Regions from separate parts of the Mus musculus genome. Here regions 1 and 3 are each linked to region 2. Evidence: chromatin contacts called from public Hi-C and promoter capture Hi-C data. All regions are on one chromosome and are shown on one strand. The core of a region is the stretch at or near the end of the contact, and the rest is flanking DNA. Distances in the headings are between cores, read along the strand shown.

Region 1 (2,962 bases), core at 335-2,834, 360 kb after region 2:
TTCTTCCATCCTGTGAGTTTAGGGACTCAGACTCAATTGCAGAGCTTGGTGCCAAGCACGCTTATCTGGTGAACTATCTTTCGGGCCTTGGGAGCCCCAACTGTCATAATTAGCAGACAGTTCCACAGGTGCCTATTACGCAAATGAGGAGAAAGCCCAGAGAATTAAGATAGCTAGAAAATTTAGCTGGGCAGTCACTCTGTAGGAGCTTATGTGGCTATATAAGCGACTTAACAGTTAGAATTATAATAATTAAAGTCCCCTTTTATTGGGCGTCTTGCTCACCATACAGCTCCCTAAGCACCGCTGCAGGGCGCCATTGGATTCGAGTGGTCTAGCTTCGTCTACAAGATCCTCCCTCCTCTTATCAATGAGGAAACAACATGAGTGCTTGAGACACTTGCCTCAGGACACTACCAAGCAGGGAGAAGTTTCAGTTGCCTAGCTTCAAAACCTTTGTCTTCCTCCTCACACAGTACCATACACATACGTGTGTGTGTGTGTGTGTGTGTGTGTGTGTGCGCGCGCAGGTATGTGCATGTTCCTATGTGCATGCCTGTGTGCATGAGAAATGCCCTGACCCATCTCATTCCCTTTGGATCCATACATCTCTACTGCATCTTCCTGCCTGCCTTCCCGGCAGGCCAGATCTCTTGTGCTCCTAGGCCTGTCTTCTATCTGCTTGAAACCATGCTGTCTCGCTCTCTCCTCTATGGAGGCTCCTTGGATCCTTCAGAAAAAGCTCTGTGCTCCTCGCTGTGTGGCTCTCGGAGTCGCAGTGGCACCATCTCTTAGCACTTGTGCTGTCCTTGGATTGGTGGTCCTCGCCTGAGGACAAAAGTTACCTGTTCCCCCTGGATCTCCTGTTCAGTGGATATTTGAGCTCAGACATTGGTGTGCAGGTTCCTGGGAGGTCCTGGAATGGAAAGAGGCTCCACTGTCCTTGGCTGCTGAAGGTCACCTTGAAGGACAGATGGTTTGCATCATCCCCTTGCACGTCAGTTGTCCTCTGGGCAATGGTTGGTCTTTCCATGAGGCTCCTGCAGTGAGTGACCTTTATGGCTTTGCTGCCTGCTTTTAGGTCCCCTAATTAGGATGGATGCCCGAATGACCCTTAAGACTCAAGCTTAATATTCTCATCTGTTCCCAGACAGGTACTTGGCACTCACACGGCATTCTGCAGAGGCTGTTGGGGGACACATTGCAAACAACCTTTGGCCAGATGGGGCTGGGCTCACACAGAGCCCCTCAGGGCAGGGACCCTGAGGGAAGCAACGATTCTTCTGTCACCACGAAGGAAGAGGAGAACAGAGATGGAGAAGGCCACAGGTAAGAGAGTTATTGGCAAATTCAGTGGTGCTGGGGGCATGCTTAGGCCCTGCACGGCTGACAGCAGACATCACTGTCTATAAGAACAGCGATGGCTGCCAGGTTGGTGGTACAGGTCAGGGGAGGGAGTGGCATTTCTGCTCTGAGATTCCCCCAGAAAGAGAATCACTAATGGTTGCTTTCAGGAAGCCAAGTCCCTATGTTTGGACTCCACTGATCAAAAGGCAACAATTTAATTAGGTAATTGTTTCCATAGAAACCTGGGCATATTAATTATTGCTCTACAAGCTTCCCTAGTTGTGCAGAGGAGGGTTTTGCTGCGCTGAGCTCTGAGCTTGCACTGGTGGGAGCTGGGGGCAGTATCGGGAGTACTGAAGGAGCTTGGAAATCAATACATTCACCTGCAGAGGGGGAGGGGCCCGGATGGGGAGGAGCCCTTCCTCAGTACGGGAACAGCTGCTGGTCATTGCCAGCTCAGAGTTCCCTCAAGTGTGTGTGGTGCAGAGAACAACCCTAGATAGAGTTTCTCAGGAGCTGTCTGCCTGTTTTGAGACAAGGTCCGGCACTGGCCTGGAACTTGCCAAGTAGGCTAATGAGGGAGTTCCAAGGATTCTCCTGTCTCTGCCTCCCCAGCAATGGGACTCTAAGTGAATATTGCCACACCCCTTTTTTAGAATCATGGATTCTAGGGATTAGGCTCAGGGCCTAATGCTTGTGAGAGAAATACTTTACCAGTTGGGGTACCTTCTTCCCATCCCCAGTCTTTTTAATTAAAAAAAATTTTTTTTTTTCTTGAGACAGGGTTTCCCTGTATAGCTTTCACTGTCTGGGAACTCACTCTGTAGATCAAGCTGGCTTCAAACTCGGGGAGATCTGCCTGTCTCTGCCTCACGAGTGTTGAGCTTATAAGTGTGTGTCCCTGCTCCCAACTCTCTCTCTCTCTCTCTCTCTCTCTCTCTCTCCCACACACACTCCCTCTCCCTCTCCTCTCCTCTCCTCTCTTCTCTTTTCTTTTCTCCCCCCCCTCGTCCCTCTTTCTTTCTTAATTTTTTGGAGGCAGTTTCTCATGCTCTTCCTGCCTATACCTGCAGAGTACTGAGATATGGTTCTGGGAATGGAAGTGAGGACTTCCTGTATGTTAGGAAAGAACTCTACCAACTGAGCTCCATGCCCAGCCCTCCCATTCCTGTCAGGGCTGGCCATTGTGAGGTAAGGGAAGGTTATGTGTGTGTGAGTGTGTTTTGTCCACTTGCCATCCCACCCACACCCCGCCCAAGTGAAGGAGCATTTCAGGCGGCAAGGCCTTACTGTCTGCTTTTTTTTGGCAGGGTTCGAAGCTCCACATTCCTTCTGGTAGGGCCAAATAATCTCCAGAAAGCCAGAAGCGTCCACCCTTGAACACATCTGAGGATGGAGTAGCCCACTTCACCCTGCATTTTCTATAGCTTCCTCTGCTGGACTGAATTAGGCCAGAGAGCGGTGTGCAGTCTGTGCGCATAACCTGCATTTCTAAAGCTTGTTGACTGTAAAGGTCCTCTTTGGAGCTTGACCCCGTGCTGAACAGATGAGATCAGTCATCTTAACCTGGCATCTGAAAAGCTTATAAACAGGAAGTATAGTTTCTTAGCCCTTT
Region 2 (3,385 bases), core at 572-3,071:
TACACACACATACAAACATACACACATACACATACACACACACATACAAACACACTCATACGCATACAAACATACACACATACACATATACACATACAAACACACACACACACATACAAACATACACACATATACATATACACACACATACAAACACACACACATACACACACTCATACACACACACATACAAACATACACACATAAACATATACACACATACAAACATACACGCATACACATATACTCACACACTCATACACATATACACAAATACATTCACACTCATACACATACACACACATACAAACATACACCCATACACCCATACACACACACTCATACACACACACACACACAACACACCCTGCTGACACTAAGAGTTGCTCACAGCAGGGCAGGTACGAATGTTCAGGGCTGACTTGGGATTAGATATCTGGAGGAGTTCACCCCTGGAAAAGACTGATTGTCCCGCCCACAGCAGCCACTGATTGCCTGTGGCTCTTCATCCAGGGGTGGGGCCTTGTGAGTCCCCACCCACTTTGCATGCCTTGTGTTTTCATAGGGAGGGATGGAACTCAGGTTCCTGCACTTGCAGAGCAAGTACTTTAGGAGCTGAGCCATCTCCTCGGCCCAATTGCTATCTTTATAAAACAGGAATTTGGATCTAGTTTCCAGAGAATAGAAGCTTTCTGGTAAATGGAGACCAAGTGGGGAACACATTTGATGACACTGCCCATGGTGAAGCCAGGGACCACCACAGTCTCTCGGGGTGGGGGGGGAGGTGTCAGAAGACTGTGACAGATCTAAAGAACATTCTCCAAGGCCCAACACATGCCGCACTGGGAAACAGGGCCTGTGATGGCCTTCTGTCCGTATGCTCTGTGACGTCCCAGATGCCCTCTTCCTATCTGTGCTCGGGCTCCACTCTGACTGTGGTGTTTCTACGCTTTGACGGGCTTGTCCCAGAGTCCTACCTGGCTTTTCATGCTCTCAATCTCCTTCTGCCTGAGATCGTCGCCTTCATCCACGCCCTGGAGCTTCGGGTCACACCTGTTACTCTGCCTGGCTGCGGCGACAGCGGCTGTCTCTGACAACCTTTGGCTCAGGTCGGCCACCTCAGCCTGCAGGTTCATGATCAGAGCGTCTTTATATTTGGACTCCATTTCAAAGTCAGAGAGCCGATTAACCTCTCTCCCCAAGAGCAGAATGATCTCGTCCTGTGTGGGGACAAGAGGGAGGCTTGGTATGGGTGTGGGTGGCAAGCTGGGCCTGTTTCTACAATCTAGGAGGAACTGGGTGTCACTAAGGGAAAGGCAGGTGAGGGGGAGAGGGCAGGCAGAGGGCCTGGAGAGAAGAGAGTTGGGCTAGAACCACATATCCGTACCTAGATGCTTATAATGGAGTCTCCCAGGAATAGAATCTCTTTTTTTTACCCAGAAAAAAAAATACTTTCATGTGGTAAACCACAGCCCCCTGGGAATGTCAGAGGACATTCTGCACACTCCCTTACAAGGCCCATGTTCAGGGTGTTGGAGACCCAGCACAGGTAAATGGATTGGGATACATGGGAATGCACTCTGACCATCAAGAGGACATTATTAGTTTAATAGTTTTTATGTATTCTGAAGAGGTCATTTCTCTCTTTCTCTTCTTCTGGGAGTCCCTGTTTCCCTCTGTCCGCCTCAGGGAAAATGTACTCAGCGAACAGAGTTGAATCAGGAAACAGAACACTGAATGCTTGTGAACACTCGGGTGGGTGGGGGGGTGGGGAGCTGTGGGTGGAGTTCCCCACGGGTGGAGCCAATGTACCTCCTCACTAGGAAAACACGGGAACCAAGACGTCTCTGTTTCTCCAAAGCTGGAACAGGTACCCTGAACCTCTCAGAGTGATGGAAAGACGGGAAAAACTGAATTCTAGCTGTGTGCCTGGGGAAACAGATGGTGTCACGGGCACGAGGAAGCCCACGGGCGTTGCCAAGGACCTCTGGGTCCTTGTGAATGTCTGTTACAGCTCTTCCAGGAGACTCTGTTTCTTTTGTTCTGTATCTTCAGCATTTTACCCAGCCTCATCCACAGCGAGCCACCCTGGGCCTCCACACTCAGCAGCACAGAATTGATTATCTTTTTGTGCCACAGAGATCTACTGGGCACCTACTGTGTGCTGGGCTCTGCACTGGATGTAAACAAACCTTCAGGTACAGTGTCCTGCCGTGGTTTTCGTTCTCTCTGGTGCTGTCCCTGGTCTCTATGCCCTCCTTAAGGGAATGTCATCTGCTCCTTCCGGGTGGCTTTGGTAAGAGTGGATGTCAATCAAGTAGCTCACTTCCTGTCCTTCCTGCTCCTGTCCCTGTGACCCAGGCTGGTCAACCAGTTGTTTCTGGTGTGGATTTTGGGTCGGGGCAGGGGTTCCCCCCTCTCTTTGTATCATGGACTTTAAGTACAGAGCTTGACCATAATCATCCGGTCAGCACAGGGAGCTAGCCTGCTGGGGACTGTCAAACTGCAGGAAAAACAAAGAGTAGAACAGGCAATGGGGACATTCCAATGACATCCCTGAAGATCCTGGATGTACCATGCCTGAGGCTTGATAGCCTTTCTTTTTTCTTTTTTAAAACTATTTACTTGTTTTATGTTTATAAGCATACTGTAGCTATCTTCAGAAACAACAGAAGAGGGCATCAGATCCCATTACAGATGGCTGTGCGCCACCATATGGTTGCTGGAAGAGTAGTCAGTGCCTTTAACTGCTGAGCCATCTCTTCAGCCCCGCTTGCCAGCCTTTCAATAAGACTAGCTAATGAACATTTTCCACCCCCATTGTTGACTGCCACTTGTCCTTGAAGGTGCTTGGGAAATCAGGGCATAAAAGGTTCAAAACAGCAAAAACAATTCGGTTTTCACTTTGTTCCCACCTTAATAGGAGTTACGACGACAGCGGTAGATCAAATGTGACAAAAACTTTGTGGCTTTTGTCACTGAGTGGTATCAATGTCTACTGTCCACCAAGCAAGTCTGTGGCTCCAGGGGATGGATGGAAGCTAGCAGAGGTCACAGTACAGAGTGAGCTCTGAGTAAGCTGTCGGGATGCTGTGGTATCTGCCCTGGGGACCTGGGGGCTGCTCTGCTGGGGAGACACTGCACGAACAGGGCTTGCCATTTCCCCATCTGGCTGAAGGCCCAGACCTACGGCTGCTACCACCTAAGAGCATCAGCCCACAGCACTCTGAGTTGACTGTAGCTGTGTATAAGCACCCACAGGGGAATGCCATGCAAGCCAAATCACGGGAGACACAGGAATGGTGGAGACACTAGAGTTTGGGGTGGCTTGCTGCCGGGTGACAGACAGTAGCTTCTCATTGTACCACAGTACCTCACAGTCTGG
Region 3 (3,167 bases), core at 341-2,840, 260 kb after region 2:
CCAAACACCTTATCCTTCTGTTTCCTCCTCTTGGGTGTTGGGATAAGAAGTATAAGCTACTATGTCCAGCTTTTTAATCTCTGTCTTTTTTATTCTTTCTCTTGGAGGTGTGTGTGTGTGTGTGTGTATGTGTGGATGTGTGTGTGGTGTGGTATGTGTGTGTGTGTGTGTGTGTGTGTGTGTGTGTGTGTGTGTGGTGTGAGGTATGTGTGTGTGTGGTGTGTGTGTGTGTGTGTGTGTGTGTGGTGTGTGGTGTGGTGTGTGTGTGTGTGTGTGTGTGGTGTGAGGTGTGTGTGTGTGTGGTGTGTGTGTGTGTGTGTGTGTGTGTGTGTGTGGTGTGTGTGTGTGTGTGTGTGGTGTGAGGTGTGTGTGTGTGTGGTGTGTGTGTGTGTGTGTGTGTGTGTGTGGTGTGAGGTGTGTGTGTGTGTGGTGTGTGTGTGTGTGTGTGTGTATGTGTGTATGTGTGTGTGGTGTGGTGTGGTGTGTGTGTGTGTGTGTGTGTGTGTGTGTGTGGTGTGTGGTGTGTGTGTGTGTGTGTGTGTGTGTGTGTGTGGTGTGGGGTGTGTGTGTGTGTGTGTGTGTGTGTGGTGTGGGGTGTGTCTGTGTGTGGGTGTGGTGTGGTGTGTGTGTGGGTGTGGTGTGGTGTGTGTGTGTGTTGCAATTATTAACAGGAAGTACATTAGTCTCCTCCTGCTGTGTAACAAGTCATCCCAGACATAGTGATACAAAACATGGGTGGTCAGGAGAGGGGAGCAGGCACAGTAGGGCATGTCAGAGGGTGGGGGGTGGGGTGGGCAAGGATGGAGTGTGGTGGGGGCGGAGGGGGGTGTTCAGCAGGCCACTGTGGTTCTAAATCACTTGTAGGTGGCAGCAGTGTGCCTGCTGCGGCTGCTGTCAGCTCAAGGTTCACCTGGAAAGCACCTGTTTCCAGCTCACTCCCACGCAGAGATTTGGTTCCTCCTGGAGGAATCCCAGAAGCCCCTGCTCTCAGGGTTGCAGCCTGTGCCCCATAGAGAGCTCTGAAAAAGAGCAAAAGCCAGTGTGTCCTCACGTTAGCAACGGTACCCATCACCATTTTCCTATCCTATTCATGGGGTGCATCACTAGGTCCCTTGTGCCCTTGGGAAAGACTAAATGTTAGTGTTGATACAGCAAAATGGGGGTCACGGGGGACATTTTGGAAGCTTCCCACCACAGGAAGCAGAGACACCATTTCTGGAAACCAAGAGCAAGTTTCACGTCTCAGGCCATATATTTCAGCTGTGCGGCTTTGGCCTCGCTGACTGATGCTTGTGGTGGCTGCTGGCTGGATTGACCAGAGGCTGCTGGGAGCTGAGGTGACTGTCAATCTCTGAGCTGTGCCTGGCTCAGTGGAACCTCAGCTCCTGCAAGGGAAGGACATTTCTTAGGAGAAGCTAAGTAATGAGCCAGAGCCATCGTTCCTGAGATACAGAGTCCCTCTGCAGCTGCTGTCTCCTAGGGACTCCTGAGGGACTTTGAAGCCCTTTGGCAAGCCCTGGGCTGCCTCTGTGGCTGAGGCCACAGGTGGGGGACAGTGTTGATCCTCTCTCCGTTCCTTGGCGATCCCAGCAGGGCTCTGGGGCACAGGTGCAGCAGGAAGGATTAGATGGGATTTTCTCCCAGCCCTGCTCAGACCTGGTTCTCAGTGGGTGAAGGATTTGACCCAAACTCCCCTTCACCATCTGCCCTGTGAGCTGGAATCTTTTGTGAGTCTGTCACAGACTCACCATGCCCCGTTGACAGTCTCCTCGGGGTCCCAGATGCCCTGGCCATGGTCTTGTTCCTTCAGTGGTCCCCAAAGGGTCTGTCTAGAGGCAGAGGCTGAGGCCCATCCCTGGGCAACAGAGGGCATTAAAGCATTTCCCAGGATGTAGCTGGCCTCTGTGTCCACTGTTCAGTTGTTTTGAGACAGGGTCTCATTACGTTCTTTTTAAAAAATATTTTTATTACCGTGTGTGTGTGTGTGTGTGTGTGTGTGTGTGTGTTGTGCCTGTGGATACATGTGTGAACTTGTGAAGGTCAGAGGGCAGCTCGTAGAAACTATCCAACTCAGGTTGCTCTCAGGTGTGGTGGCAAGCAAGCGACTTCACTTGCTGGTAATCCCCCTGCATCTACTTCCCAAGTACTGGACTCTCAGATAGGAACAACAACAGTCTACTCCGAGTTCCATTCTTTCCAAAGCAGCGCCTCACGCCCAGGCTGGCTTTGAACATGTTGTATTGCCCAGAACGACATTGAAATACTCTTCTTCTGCCTCAGTTTCTCCCCGCTGAGATTTCAGACAGGAACCATCAAGTCCAACTCCCTCAAGTTGATTGTTGTTTTTGCTTTTAGTTTTATGTTTACATTTACTAGACAAGCTCTCCTTTTGTACCTCTCACTGGCTTGGCCCTAGGTAGGCCAGGCTGGCCTTGAACTCACGGAATCCGGTGGGCTCAGCCTCTTAGGTTCTGGAATTAATGGTATGCACTTGTACTAGGATGCTCAGATTTTTTTCCTTTAAATAGGCTCTCAGTAGCCTAGGATGACCCTGAACTCCTGATCCTCCTGACCCTACCTCTCAAAGGGTGAGACCGCAGACATGAGCCACCACACTGGGGCTCCAAGATGGATTCTTTCCACAACGAGAGGATAAATCTCTTCCTAATTGGGGCTTCCTATTATTCTTCTCCTCTAAGTCTTGTTATGTGTGGGTCAGGAGGTTTCCAACAGAAGTTTAAAAGACAGAGGCTTTTCAGAACAAAACCACTAAAGAACAAAAGATCTATGTTACAATAACATTGGCAAATATTTATATAGCACTTAACATTCATTAGACACCACTTTGTATGCTTTTCATACAATAGACCCCCTCTCTCAGGGCTAAGGGTACTGTCACCAGCACAGAGAGTCACTTACCCAAAGCCACACAGCCACTGCCTAATGGAACTGAGACTCAGACCCATGCAGTTTGGCTGCACACTAACAGCCATTGTATGAATTTGGCAATAGGTGTGATAAACTAAATATTTCATCACCCCAGGGACCGTGCTCACTCATCCCTGAAAAGCCACATATATCCCCATGTTCTGGATAAGAAAACAGGGTGAGAGGGATGGTGGATGGATGGGGGTTGCTGAGGGGACCTGCCCTCTACACAAGGGCAT

Evidence for each region. Promoter capture Hi-C pulls out the DNA fragments that hold promoters and counts their contacts. Hi-C and Micro-C count contacts between places; a contact is called where the count stands out from the background.
Region 1: a promoter capture Hi-C map of hippocampal neurons shows a contact between it and region 2, with 2.6 times the contacts expected there. The contact joins the enhancer-like site here to the promoter of Fhad1os1 in region 2. A contact is called at or near these places in 6 of 39 promoter capture datasets (embryonic stem cells, hippocampal neurons, liver and 2 more), 1 of 15 datasets of contacts at CTCF or cohesin (embryonic stem cells), 6 of 484 Hi-C or Micro-C datasets (LSK cells, embryonic stem cells and olfactory sensory neurons) and 1 of 115 datasets of contacts at active chromatin or transcription factors (astrocytes).
Region 3: a Hi-C map of olfactory sensory neurons shows a contact between it and region 2, with 4 times the contacts expected there. The contact joins the enhancer-like site here to the promoter of Fhad1os1 in region 2. A contact is called at or near these places in 8 of 39 promoter capture datasets (embryonic stem cells, frontonasal cranial neural crest, hippocampal neurons and 3 more), 24 of 484 Hi-C or Micro-C datasets (the HL-1 cell line, cerebellum, cortical neurons and 9 more) and 11 of 115 datasets of contacts at active chromatin or transcription factors (astrocytes, bone marrow-derived dendritic cells, embryonic stem cells and 4 more).

What each region holds. Positions count from the first base shown.
Region 1 is chr4:142,343,352-142,346,313 of GRCm38.p6, forward strand. It overlaps Gm46875 (a long non-coding RNA gene), which reads left to right. Exons shown (of 3, transcript XR_003955299.1): 1 at 1-2,962. Among named protein-coding and RNA genes, the nearest start is that of Gm46875, 40 kb to the left of the region's middle. Within about 2 kb of position 1,585, at least 6 of the 459 cell types and tissues checked have an H3K27ac peak or open chromatin away from gene starts, as enhancers often do. A contact at or near this core is called in hippocampal neurons, where this site is marked.
Region 2 is chr4:141,981,171-141,984,555 of GRCm38.p6, forward strand. Fhad1os1 (forkhead-associated (FHA) phosphopeptide binding domain 1, opposite strand 1) reads left to right here and starts at 1,822. Exons shown (of 4, transcript NR_040672.1): 1 at 1,822-1,870; 2 at 2,056-2,198. It overlaps Fhad1 (forkhead-associated (FHA) phosphopeptide binding domain 1), which reads right to left. Exons shown (of 32, transcript NM_177868.4): 5 at 978-1,220.
Region 3 is chr4:142,245,296-142,248,462 of GRCm38.p6, forward strand. No RefSeq gene overlaps it. Among named protein-coding and RNA genes, the nearest start is that of Gm35531, 8.6 kb to the left of the region's middle. Within about 2 kb of position 1,591, at least 14 of the 459 cell types and tissues checked have an H3K27ac peak or open chromatin away from gene starts, as enhancers often do. A contact at or near this core is called in differentiating embryonic stem cells, epiblast stem cells and olfactory sensory neurons, where this site is marked.